Linked DNA regions of Triticum aestivum: region 1 is linked to region 2. A link is a contact called in public Hi-C data. All regions are on one chromosome and are shown on one strand. Each heading gives the region's core, a stretch centred on a gene start, on an enhancer-like site or on the middle of the called end of the contact. The rest is flanking DNA. Distances are from core to core; before and after follow the strand shown. Region 1 holds the start of LOC123145743 (isoleucine--tRNA ligase, chloroplastic/mitochondrial). Region 2 holds the start of LOC123145739 (serine/threonine-protein kinase RIPK).

Region 1 (6,260 bases), core at 1,005-3,504, 150 kb before region 2:
GGTGACCCAGAGCCAGCATATTATAAGATTTTATACAAGAAAAAATTCTCATCTGGAATCTTATATCTCATACACAATCAATTACTCTTAGTCTTGTAGAACCTAAGCTGGTTTATCTAGCATTCTAGCATGAGCAATGCCATTTACATAGGTCCAATCTTTGTTGAACTGTCAACATCAAGCTGAATATGCAGACTTTACCATTTGAAGATAATGGCACACGCATCAAAATATGGGGTGGCCCAGAAATTGAACTGACACAGAATATGAATCCGTACCAATTGTTTCCCCCAAAAAGAAATATGTCAATTGTTTGCAAATAAACATGTGCGTACAGCTAGATGAAATTCAAGGATAGCTGATACCTTGTAGCGATTTATAATATCTTTGAGAACTTTATTCAGCGCATGACCCATGTGAAGATCACCATTAGCATAAGGCGGGCCATCATGAAGAGTAAATGTGGCCTAATCAAACAACCAAGAAAACCAACTAGGTCAGATGAATAGTCTCGTTTCATTTATAGCTCTACTTGAAAAAGTAAGCTCACCCCAGTATTCCTTTCGGACACCCTCTTCAGCACCTGGTTCTCCTCCCACAACTTCTGGAGCTCCGGTTCGCGCATAACAGAGTTTGCTCTCAAGCCAAAACTCGTCTTTGGGAGATCCACCGTGTGCTTGTATTTCCCATCTTCTTGTTTCGCACCTAGGAAAAACCGACAAGCTATCAGTTCCAGGTACCTCCGTGTTCTAACACCCTAAGGAGGACCAATGACTAAAACAAGACTCAACCTGTCAAACATCAATTAACTGCTTATTTCAATTTCAAACGGTCCAGATCAAAACACTTATATCATTAAGAGATTTTCATTTTGAAACATGCCAAATCGGACTACCTATACTGTTTCCCGCAAAAAAAAGGACTACCTATATACCATTAAGGATCAGTAGCTCAATTAAAACGCCTGCTAGTAATGATGTCTTATTGAGACTCAATGAAAGGAACTTTTATCCCCATGACTGCACTCAGGTATATTAAACATGGAGAGTTTTTCTAACTTTTAACTCTGAACTTCTAAGAAAATAGCAAAATTATTCATTAAATCATCAAATCCCCATATATATAGCATATAATCTCAATCGGTTAGCATCATCACACACACAATCACCACCGTCTGAGCGCTATTTCCACCATCCAACATCTAAAATAAGCTCACCTGTTCTTCTAGTTATTCACAAAATGAAAATCAAGATTGCTTTGATACTGAGACACCGGATGCAGAAAGCTTATATTGAAGGAAGTCTCATACAGACCAAAAAGAGAACATGGTGACAAATTGTGATGAAGGCGTAGAAACCTTAAATAAAAAAATACATACATAATGACCTAATTACAATGAAATGACCCAGCATGGGACATTTGCCAAAGAGCAATATCTATCAAGCTAGACTGACCAGATTAAGCTCAAGTTACACGCATCCATCAAGTGAAGACCCCGTCAGTTCCAACTACGACCACGGGCAAATTTCACTTAGAACCCTGATCAGCAATCAATCCGAAGCTCTCAAATTCATTCGTCTAATCCTACCACTGCTTGTGTCCCTAGTCCCTAGCGCCGGATGCAACTCGCGAGCAATCCACCTCAAAAAACTGACGCCCCATCGCAACACCTAACAGACGGTCGCCGATTCCCCAAACCAAAAAACCCCACCCTGAACCCCTAATGACGCGAGCGAGAGACGGCTCACCCTCCGCGGCCTTCTTCGCGGCCATGACGGGGCCCCGGGACCGGCGCTTCGAGGCCGACGACGACGGGGCGAAGAGGTCGCTCAGCTCGGTGGAGAACGGCCGCCGCGCCGCCACCGGCGCCGCCCCCAGCCTGCGCAGCGGGAAGCGGCATCTCTGCGTCGAGAAGACCTGCGGAAGATCGGGGGCTCGTGAGGAATGCCTCTAGGAGCTTCGGCGGTACAAGGGAGGGGGGGCGCGCTTACGCGACAGCAGGAGACGGCGTCCATCCGACGCCGGCGCCGCGAGACGAGCGAGCGAGCGGGCGAGCTCGAACTGGTTCCGTTGGGGAGGGGGGCTGCCCGGCCGGTCGACGGCTAGGTGGGCTCTGCTATGGGCGCGGCAATGGCGGCATCGGGGGATAAGGGGATTGGCGAGCGAGGGGAGAGGGGAGGAGGAGAGAGCCTGAACCGGAGAAGAGGGGTGTGGAGGGTTTTTTTTGTGGGCTAGGTGTGGGGCCCCCTTTGATGGGCCATTTGTTCGTGAGGAGGGCGTCATCATGGTTGGGCCACTTTGTGAGGAGGGAGCTACTGGGCTAGGCCGCGCTGTAGACGTCAACTTGGGCTCTCTTAGCTGTTCGACACGCTCCCCGGCTCCCGTGTCCACTTGGCCCAGTAAATGGACAGGCTGCGAATAGTTTTTTTTTCGCTCAAAAATAATAGTTTTGTTTTTTGAGAAGGCAGCAGTCTGGAGAATAGCGAGAAGAACCTCTCAAAGAAGGCAATGTATCGGGTGAAAACGCTTGTTCAGTGAAAATCTGAAAACTTTCCCTCTTAACCATCAGATCTAAAATGAACGGATAATATAAGAGGTGGGATCCCCCTTAGCCACTTAAACGTATTTGACAGAAACCCCCCGGTCACATCTTAGTCTCTTTGTACAATTTCATCTCCTACCTCAGGCCGATCTAATCTCTGTGAAAACAAATCACCGCCGGAGCTCGCCGGAGACCCGGCGCTCCTGCCACCGGGCGATGTGGTCGAGCCCGCAACTTTCCAGTCCTGCTTTTGGTGCTCCACCTCGATGCATACCAATTTGTAGATTGTCAATTCCTGAAAGCGACGCTGGCCGACGAGCAAGTGCTGCATGGCGGGGTGTTCTAAACGGCGAGTGAGACACGCCCTCGCTGCTTCCGATGGACACAACAGCAGGCCCCTGCCTCACATGTCACAGGGCACGAGTACATAAGATTAGCGTAGTCGTTTTCTTTAGTTAGATGAGATCTGCACCTAGAGTTCTTACCTCTGCTCAATTTCCCGCTTGTTTGATACTCCCTCCGTTCCAAAATTAGTACAAAGTTGAGTCATCTATTTTAAAACGGAGGGAGTATTTATTTGGTTTGTAGTCCCGTTCGGCAAGTCCACAAGTGTGAGCTAATTGTATCATGAATCTGAATTTCGTTACAACTGACCTACGAGTTCCTCTACTCATGAGCTCGCAGCCCCTAAATTCATTGAATCTGAAATTGATTGCAAGAAGTCCTTCTAGGATTCAGATTGATTGGAAGAAGCAGCATAGGCTGGCTCATGCACAACTCAAGTCGGTTCAAACAGAGCTTTGTTACCGTGGACAAATCTCAGCTCGTTTGCAGTTAACATCGCAACCATCATCCCCGAAAACAGAAGTTAAAAAGGTTTCGAAAGTTCAAAACCAGGACCTCTCGTCCACTCATCATGATTTAAAAGATATTCGGCTTCATGTTTGCTACGGCCAATCTCCATGCATGTTCATGGTGGCGCGATGGACTCGTAACTCTTTACTTTAGTTTGCTCGGAACATGATGAGGCACCGAGTGTCACAAATAATGAATTAATCTAAAAGATAGCAGTATAGTACATGATGTGGGAACACCAGAGAAATTTTACCTGAAACCGGGGCCATCTTCCTCACGAGCTGGATGTTCGGCCAAGGTTTCAATCTCTCAAATCAGTGGAGAGACTTTTACCTTGTACCTGTATATATATAAAAGCACTTACTTGCGTGCCAAGTGTCCTGTTAAATACTTCTACAATGCATCACGAGAGTAGGAATTAGCATTACGCAGGCTCCATGCAAATTGAAACTTGTCGGAATTAGTTACTAGTATATGCTCTGCTACGGTAGAAGTAAATTAGAAGTCAATTCGGTTAAAAGAAAACTGCGGCTTGGTCCTAGCACGGCATATCGAGAACGCTAAACTATACCACGTCGCCCTCGGAACTGATGGAGCTCATGTTGCACATACGTACATGCAAGTAGTGTGAACATGTTTAGCAGAAGGATATCCTACAAACAAGTCAATGTAGGTGCCCATGGTGTGTCCAGTTGCTCTCTTGAGGTTAAGGGACGTGTGAGACTTGAGATTTGTTGGGTGTCAGTGCATCTCCAATCGAACCCTAAAACTTACGAATCCGTATAGGACGCATCTAGATGTGACTTTGTTATCCCTCATCTAAATGATGTCATCTCTCTCATCCTTGACTTGCTCTCCTTGGGATGCCAGCTCGTGTACGTCTCGAGGAGTAGCACCCTATTAAACCCATTAAGCGTCGCGTGAAGGGCGGTCAACTGGCTATGACATGTGGCGCAAACTGGTCGGCCGCGGTGAAAAGACTTTTGGAATATTATTTTTAGATGGAGTGAGGAATTTTTTAAAATATTTTTTTCCTTTTTAGATGAAGGTGATGACCCCACATATTTTTTGAACGGAGGGCTACGCAAAGTGACGCTCGCTAGTAGGCTGTGTTGATGATTTTTTTTCCTAGATGGAGGTGAGGACTCCGTCTATTTTTTATAAATAAAAACGTGCACATAACTTCCTCTCAAGCGGCACCACAAGATGGCGCCCCAACCACTAGTATTCAGTCAAGAGAGAGAGAGAGAGGTGCGGCCGAAGGAAACTCTTGCTAGGAGTTGGGTTCGGTTGTTCAAATTTGAGCAGCGATGGACACTTCTCCTCAAACTTTTTAGGAGTTAAATCGAATGAGTGTTCGGTTAGAGTGGGCTTAACTCCTGAACGAAGAATATTTAGAGAGGTTAAAGCATTTTAGGGGTTCGGTTCGAGTTCCCTACCTATATTCAGTGTCCAATTGGCAGAGCAAAGGATCCTCTGATTCACCATGAGTATTGGGAGAATTTCGTGTGCTCCCATTCATCATATGCTCCCATATTAAAAAAAACACTTTGATTTAAATGTTTCAGTTTTTTCTTTTATGTTCACAATACATGTGACTACAACTCCTACAACAAAATTCAGATCCAAATTCAAACTACACATGGAGATACAAAAGACAAATTCTGATATGAACAGTGTCATTTTTTTTGCTTTTGTCATTTGTGGCACCATTCATGTTGGATTATATGAACATTGTACAAAAAATATGTGGAACGGTCGTCACATAGTCACGCCCAAATTATGACCGTGATTTTGGAAGCCCGGTCATATCCCATTTTTGTTGCTTTGAGACGCGCGTGCTTGTCACCTTCAGCTTGCTATCAGGATGTGCGACCTGGCTCTCAAAAAAAGGATGTGCTACCTAGCTCTAGTAAAGCACTTATCTATGATGAATGATCTCTTTGATGGGTGGCTTCAAACAGCTGGGTAGATAGCTATGGTGTGGTCGGCAAATCAACGCATGGCAAGCATTGAACGATCAGTTCAGTTCAGTTGGCCACGAGCTATCTGTACTGCTTAATCAGTTTTGCTCCTGTCCTGCCTGCACGATAAATGTGCAGTGTCCACTTGAATGTGATCGGGAGCGGAGCGTCCGATTGGTCCATCAGGGGGCGACCCCTTTGTTATCACGATCAGTTAATCAAACACTCCCATCTCGGTGCGATCGATCAAGCGCTCTATGCATGTCGACCGGTGGCGCGTCACGCGGGCAACGGCTTCCACGTTCTGACCGTGCTCTGCCGGACGGCAGGTGGGAGGGATCCCAGCCCGCCGAACTGAACTTCCTCTGCAGGTTGGCAACGGCCGGGGTCAACGCCCGGCCGCACCTAGCAGCGCTTCGGCGCGCGCGGCTGCGGTTCGGTTGCCGTACGTGTGCCGCGTGATCGCCGGCGCCGTACGTACGTTTACACCCACACTACACACGGCCGTTTACTAATCCGGTTTCCTGGGGTTTGCTTCCGGCTCATGTAAACGAGTGCTACTAGAAGTGTCAAATTTTGACTTGGGGGTGTATATAACTTGATGGACTGAACGCTGTGAGAAGGAACGGTCGTACGTCCTATGTTGTGTTGACCTCGGCAGCCAAATTAAAGACGCGGTAGTTACCGGTAGAGTGCCCTGTTGCCTTGAGGAAGTGGCGTGCTTCTCGTCCATGTACTCCCTGGAGGATTGGAGATGTCAAAGTCTTATTCGTCTTGCATCCATCAGCAACGTGTCATGGGCAAATCTCGTTGCAGTCTTTGGACCTTCGTCTCAGCGAACCAAATCTGTTGATACATAGAAATTTGTATAAGCAGTGTCTGAAAAGTCGGTGAAATAA
Region 2 (6,621 bases), core at 275-2,774:
CTGGTGTGAGCGCCCTTCGGTTGGCGAGGTGGGACTAAACACTGGCCGCAACTAGGACCAGCCCTTTAGTTCCGGTTTATGGTATGAACCGGGACTAAAGGGTGGTGGGCCAGGAGCGTGGCCCATTGGTCCCGGTTTGTCCCACCAACCGGGACCAAAGGGTCCGGACGAACTGGGACCAATGCCCCCACGAGGCCCGGCAGGCCCCTGGCCGCACGAACCGGGACCAATGCTCACATTAGTCCCGGTTCGTGACTGAACCGGGACTAATGTGAATATTGCCCTGTGACCAAAGCCCAGTTTTCTACTAATGAGCAGGCACCATACGATAGCATTTTCTTTCCTTACGATCTCAGAAAAGGGATCGGGTTCCATTATCAGAAGGCAACAGAGCAGAAAGCATAAAAATAAAAGGCATCCTGGTGCAAAACGATAGAAGAGGCTAATCAGCTGAACCTAGGAAAGCAAAGTTTCAACAGAACCATACATACTACTTCCTCCATCCCAAAAAACAAGTAGTAGTATCTCAATTTTAGTATGTACAACTTCAATACCTAATTAAGTCCCCTTCCTCTCTTTAGAAAGGTATATATGTTGTCGAAATCCCTGTAGTCGTTGAGAATTAATTATAAGAACAGAAACGTTCCTACGTACGTACACGGGCGCGAACTGGTCTTGTCAGTCAGAGAAGCCTCTTGAGAATGGTGGGTGGGTGCGTCGCCATCTTACCTTGGCCATGACACGACGATGCAGAGCTATAGCTAGCATAGCAAAACACCTTAGCATAGTATGTAGCCGGCCAAACGCTTCCTTTCCAAAAGCGAGAGTTCCCACCCGCACCCTGACACCGACACGTAACAACGCGGCCATTTTCTTCCATCATCATCATCAAACTACTCGTATTAAAACTGTTAATTTCTCCGTCTCAAATGCTAGCTAAAGGTGGCCGTTCCTCAACGGCTCCGTTGAACTGACGTTGCCAGTTACCTCAGAAGCTACTCCAAGATGCAGTGTTAAAAATGGCTACAGTGTGCATTACAGCGCGACACGTACATACAACATCCTTGTCATATATACATACTGGCCGATTGTACAACATATTTCGACCACGAAATTGCAGTATACTTGCACGGCCAAGAAGTACACGAGCTAGAGTCCACACGCGTCCTTGTCATACGTACACACGTCGGACGCCGGCCAGCAGCCAGCTGCGTTCCGGATCATTTTTTCCTACAGCTAGCGATCGAGCTAGTCGCATTCACCTCTAACCCAAGCCAGCACACAACACCCAACTCGCCGGAGCAATCTCACCATCAACGTCACCGGCCGCGCAAACCACGCAGATGCGTTTTACCGCGCCGCGTTGCTCCGGCCAGGTCAAACCGTCGGACCCTTCCGTTTACACCCGCGCCTGGGCTACCTCCCCCGTGACCACGACCCGATCCTCCATCCATGGCTCCATCCGACCAACCCAAAACCACGCTATATATGCGCGCACGCGCCCCACCCACCCTCCACACCGCACCTCGACCCATCTTGTCAACCCATCATCCACTCCCATCGATTCCCATTCCAACAAACCAGAGGAAGAATCCAGTTCGTTGCACTCGACCGATCGCCAAGGAAGGAACCACTCGACCTCCATCGGCACCATGAGGGCGTTCCTGAAGGGCTGCTTCTACCCGCGCGGCGGCGCCACGGACCCGGCGGCGGTGGCGGACGGCGACGAGGCGACCACGGCCACGGCCAAGGCCACGGCGCCGCCGAGGGCGTCCACCAAGAAACCCAAGAAGAAGTCGATGCGGCGGGCGCCGAGCGCGACGGCGCGGCTGCGGACGCTCTCCTTCGACGACCTGTCCCGCACGCTGGCCTCGTCGGGGATGCACGCCTTCACCGTCGCCGAGCTGCGGGCCGCCACGCGCAACTTCTCCGGCAGCCACTTCATCGGGGAGGGCGGGTTCGGGCCGGTCTACAAGGGCTTCCTCGACGACAAGGTGGTGCCGGGGATGCAGCCGCAGCACGTGGCCGTCAAGTACCTGGACGCCGAGGGCCCCCAGGGCCACCGCGAGTGGCTCGCCGAGGTCGTCTACCTCGGCATGCAGCTCAGCCACCCGCACCTGGTGAAGCTCGTCGGCTACTGCTACCAGGAGCACCACCGCATGCTGGTGTACGAGTACATGGCCCGCGGCAGCCTCGAGCACCACCTCTTCAAGAGTAAGAATTCGTCCACATACAGTTCTTCGATGATTGATCACGCCGACATGGTTACTGATCTTGGATGATTTTTGTTGCGCAGATCTGCTGGCGAGCTTGCCGTGGGCGACGAGGCTGAAGATCGCGGTGGGGGCGGCCAAGGGGCTGGCGTTCCTGCACGAGGCGGAGACGCCGGTCATCTACCGGGACTTCAAGGCCTCCAACATCCTGCTCGAATCGGTCAGTGCTCCTCCACCATCCCTACCAACTCCGGCGGGCATATCATATCCCGTTCATACCTCCATACCTCCTTTCCTCTGTACACGCACGCACGACTAGTTCGTCGGTGCCTCCCAGCAGATACGATTTGATATGACGACCATCTGCGTCTGCGCGCGTACGTGCCAGCACGTTTTAAAACTGGCTCGTTGGCCGATCTCTGTCGGTTTAGTTTCTCTAATGATGATGTCTCAGAGACTTTGATCCGTTGAACGAGCAAAGCCCTAGACTTAATCTCTATGGTAGTGTATATACTTAATTACTGTTAGCCACTAACAACCACAAATTTGAATATGCGTAGAACCAGTAGCCTTTTTTCCCGGTCGAATTGTCTATGCCTCGGACGGGATCAGACAAGCATAAATGTTGCTGTCATTGTGAGGAGGCAGGAAACGTGCCCTCGAGGATGATACAAAATTGGCCAGTTGGTCTGTTCTTAAGTCTCCTAGGCTAGGCTATATTAGCACCAGCTAGAACGCACAAGCTGTAGCCTGTAGGAGCTAGCCGGCTAACATAGTCGCACCTGTCTAAATCAACCACACGTAGCCAGTATACATCTAGTACGATCACCTAACACAGCCACTTTACTTGGCACTCCAGATAACCACGTAGAAATGTCAACAAATACACAACAATTCGGTACACTTCCACCTAAAACAACCGTGCATGCAATTCACGTGTATATTACTATTAACCAGTACACGTCGATCGACCCGTGATTCTGACTGTGTGTGCGCCTATGTATTGCAGGACTACACGGCGAAGCTGTCGGACTTCGGGCTGGCGAAGGAGGGCCCGTCGGGGGACGACACGCACGTGTCGACGCGCGTCATGGGCACGCACGGCTACGCGGCGCCGGAGTACATCCTCACGGGCCACCTCACGGCGAGGAGCGACGTGTACAGCTTCGGGGTGGTGCTGCTGGAGCTGCTCACGGGCCGTCGGAGCGTCGACAAGCGCCGCCGCGGCCGCGAGCAGAACCTCGTCGACTGGGCCCGGCCCTACCTGCGGCGGCCGGACAAGCTGCACCGCGTCATGGACCCCAGCCTCGAGGGCAGCTACTCCGCCGAGGCCGCCGCCAAGGCCGCCACGGTGGCGTACAACTGCCTGCACAGCGTGCCCAAGAACCGCCCCACCATGCGCGAGGTCGTCGACTCGCTCGAGCCGCTCATGCGCATGTCCCGCGACGTGCCCGCCGGGCTGTTCGTCTACACCGCGCCGTCGGAGCCGTCGCCGGTGGCCAAGGTCGTCGCCGACAAGGCCGATAAGGCCGCGGAGGCCGGCGAGGAGGCCAAGGACGGCGGCGCTAGCGCAGCGGCGGCGGCGGCCAGGAAGAAGTGCCAGCGCTCGGCCGTGAACGCCGAGAGCGCGGCGCCGAAGTACGCGAGCTCGGTGGCGGGGAACGAGAGCCGGGGCTCGCCGAGGCAGAGAAGGGACAGAGGGGCGTGAGCAACGACGCCACGCGTGAGTTCGTGTGTGCGTGAGTTCTTTTTTTGTCCAAATTGTTCAAAGTGTACATAATTGAAAGAACCAGGATGTGTAATCTGTTGGTTGATTTATTTTTATTTTCTTTTCTTGGTGATTGTATTTGTATCACACAAGAGCAAAAGGTGTTAGTAGAGAATTTTTTCCAGGCCAAAACTATGGTGTTCTTTCTTGATTAAGACGTTCCTTTCAAAAAACGAATCATCTGCAGCTGATTGTTTGGTACAGGGACTAAAACAAGTTCAACCACTCCCATAGCTAATGCTTTCAACTACCAACACTTTTCCGGAGATTAGAACGCATCTGGTTACGAGTGCGAAACATGTTCTGCACCAAACAGGACATTTTGCCACAGATGTTAATCAATTTCGGGCAACTGCTTAGCATTTTCTACAGTATTCTTTGTACAACATAGATAGCCAAGACAACTGGACACCCACGAAGCCAGGGCCGTTCGGCGTCTAGCAACAATTGTTGCTTTGGAACTGCATACCTATTCACCCCTCTTCCACCCTAGATCAAATTTGCTCTAGAAACCTAAACAACAGTACAACATTGCTGAAGGGGTGCAACCCCATAAAAATCTGGGGATTAACTGATCTTCACGGCAGCACAAACCTCGTTGTTCTATTACACAGGGAGTGGGTCATGATGCCGTCAGTAGAAACTGCGCAGATGGATAGTGATGAAGCGATTCCGGCAGCTCCACATCCGCATAATCTATTGCTGGGATGGCGATTGACAAATCCTCGGTCGAAAACGGTATACTGCACCAAGCAAGCATCAAATGTAAGTACAAAATCAGCAACCACTTAAAACATATTCCACTTTTGACAAACAAAAACACGGAAGTTCGAAAGGTGCATTTTCTACAGTGTGCTAAGCGGTAACTAACAAGAAAATCACAGCTACCTTAGATCATCATCCAACAAAAAGGAATTTGACGCGAGGTTCTGAGTATCTTTGTTGACCATCTCCCGCATTGCGGCAACAACCTGTAAAACCGTAACATTTTCAAGACAAATAACGCAAGACAAAATCTAAAAGACGAAAGGTCCAAAGCTAAAAGTGCATACCTCATTTGATATTCCCTGGGTATTGTACTTGTCGTCCCAGTACATTGAGCATATCCGGTAGATTTGCCTAAGGCTCAAGGACTACACGTGAAAAGGGGCTGGTTATAGTCTGCAACAAAATGATGGCTAACAGCAAAAACAGAAGCTGTACACAGTCTTACCGGGCAGAGATCTTGACTGATCTCCTCAAGTGTCTTCTTCCTTTTTTGGTGTATAACCTACATTATGTAATCAGTGAGAAATACCCCAAGGCATAGAAGATGCAACAGAAATGACTCGGAGAAAGTGCATCTTGCACAAGCAATTACCAAAAATCCGACAGCTTGTCTAATATAATTAAGCTCATGCCAAGAAGTTCCTGCAAACTAAAAGTAAAACGGATAATAAATTTGTGAAGAACAGAACAGAAAATAAGTAGCCACACAGAAAATAAGTAGCCACACAGAAAGATATAACAGGAAAAATGGAACAATATTATTGGACATGAAACGAGCGGAACCAGATTGTCAGGGTTTCTCGTAGTCCACTTCCTGAATTATATGCCAACCAGACAAGCAGAATGTAGTACTAGCACAACTTACCTCCTCAGAGACATCAGTAATCCATTTCTCCAGCAATGACAGTCCAGCTTTAACATATTCTCCATTGGAGAATGTACAACATTCACGCCGAAGAAGAAGACTGATGGCACAAAAAAATTGTTAGTATGACTGAAAGTGAAGTAGAATCTCATTATTCTGCTGGTCCCTTATCTGTACCATACTGACAAAGCATTTTCTGAAGTGTCAGTGTCCCATTACCTACAATTTTTTAACCCAAAGAATCCTATTTGTTCCGTCACATATAGACCCTTTCCTCAACCCAGAATTATAGCTACAGTGATCTATTCGCAAATAAAAGGAACAAGATTTTACCATTCGTTGAAGAGTTGTATTGTTTGTCAACTAATCTTAGAGGATCACTGTTGCAACACATGGCACTGGCTATCATGTGTGTTGCTTGCATATTATTAAGACACAGATACCAAGTACTCAAATTATAATAGAAGGAACTACCTGTTGAAAAGTTGTATGTTGACGAAGGAGAATAACTGAGTGATGAGCTTACGTATAAAGAACGATGGCACCTGCAGCACAAACATATAAGGTTACTAGAATCACTTGGATAAAGCTATCAAATCCTTTCTAGTGGAGAGTTGTGCCAAAATAAGAAGAGTTAAATGAAAAGCTTACATGATTTTCACGCAGAGTATCCATAAGCAAATTTAGGAAACTGACAATGTTGTCCCAATGGGAGTTCGATGGCTGTTGAGCACTAACCCCTGGTGCTTTGGGAGCTTTTCCAGGGCGTGTTGATTTTGGAGCCTGACGTGCAATTTTTCAAAGGATACAAAAATGATCCAGTTGTACAATGCTGTCTGTAGCCAAATCACAAAAGAGAGGAAGGTATATACCTGAATGCAAAGACTGAGAAGAGGTGATATTTCCTTTTTTAGATTATCCCTTAGCTGCCCAAAGATCTTTTCGACACATGCTGTTAGCTGCTGTTTGAATAGTATGGCTGGATACCTAGCATCCACTTGTGCAGT

The links. A called contact is a pair of places that touch in the nucleus more often than the background predicts.
Region 1: a Hi-C map of leaf shows a contact between it and region 2, with 5 times the contacts expected there. The contact joins the promoter of LOC123145743 here to the promoter of LOC123145739 in region 2. A contact is called at or near these places in 2 of 5 Hi-C or Micro-C datasets (leaf and an unstated tissue).

The regions. Positions count from the first base shown.
Region 1 is chr6D:447,490,197-447,496,456 of IWGSC CS RefSeq v2.1, reverse strand. LOC123145743 (isoleucine--tRNA ligase, chloroplastic/mitochondrial) reads right to left here and starts at 2,254. Exons shown (of 22, transcript XM_044565225.1): 1 at 1,992-2,254; 2 at 1,749-1,917; 3 at 551-705; 4 at 366-467. The coding sequence starts at 2,015.
Region 2 is chr6D:447,339,453-447,346,073 of IWGSC CS RefSeq v2.1, reverse strand. It overlaps LOC123145739 (serine/threonine-protein kinase RIPK), which reads left to right and starts at 1,524. Exons shown (of 3, transcript XM_044565222.1): 1 at 1,524-2,214; 2 at 2,297-2,433; 3 at 3,223-4,054. The coding sequence starts at 1,653. The coding sequence ends at 3,921. It overlaps LOC123145738 (protein OPAQUE1), which reads right to left. Exons shown (of 38, transcript XM_044565221.1): 30 at 6,487-6,621; 31 at 6,266-6,397; 32 at 6,089-6,159; 33 at 5,615-5,714; 34 at 5,342-5,398; 35 at 5,195-5,251; 36 at 5,034-5,114; 37 at 4,870-4,952; 38 at 4,316-4,724. The coding sequence ends at 4,604.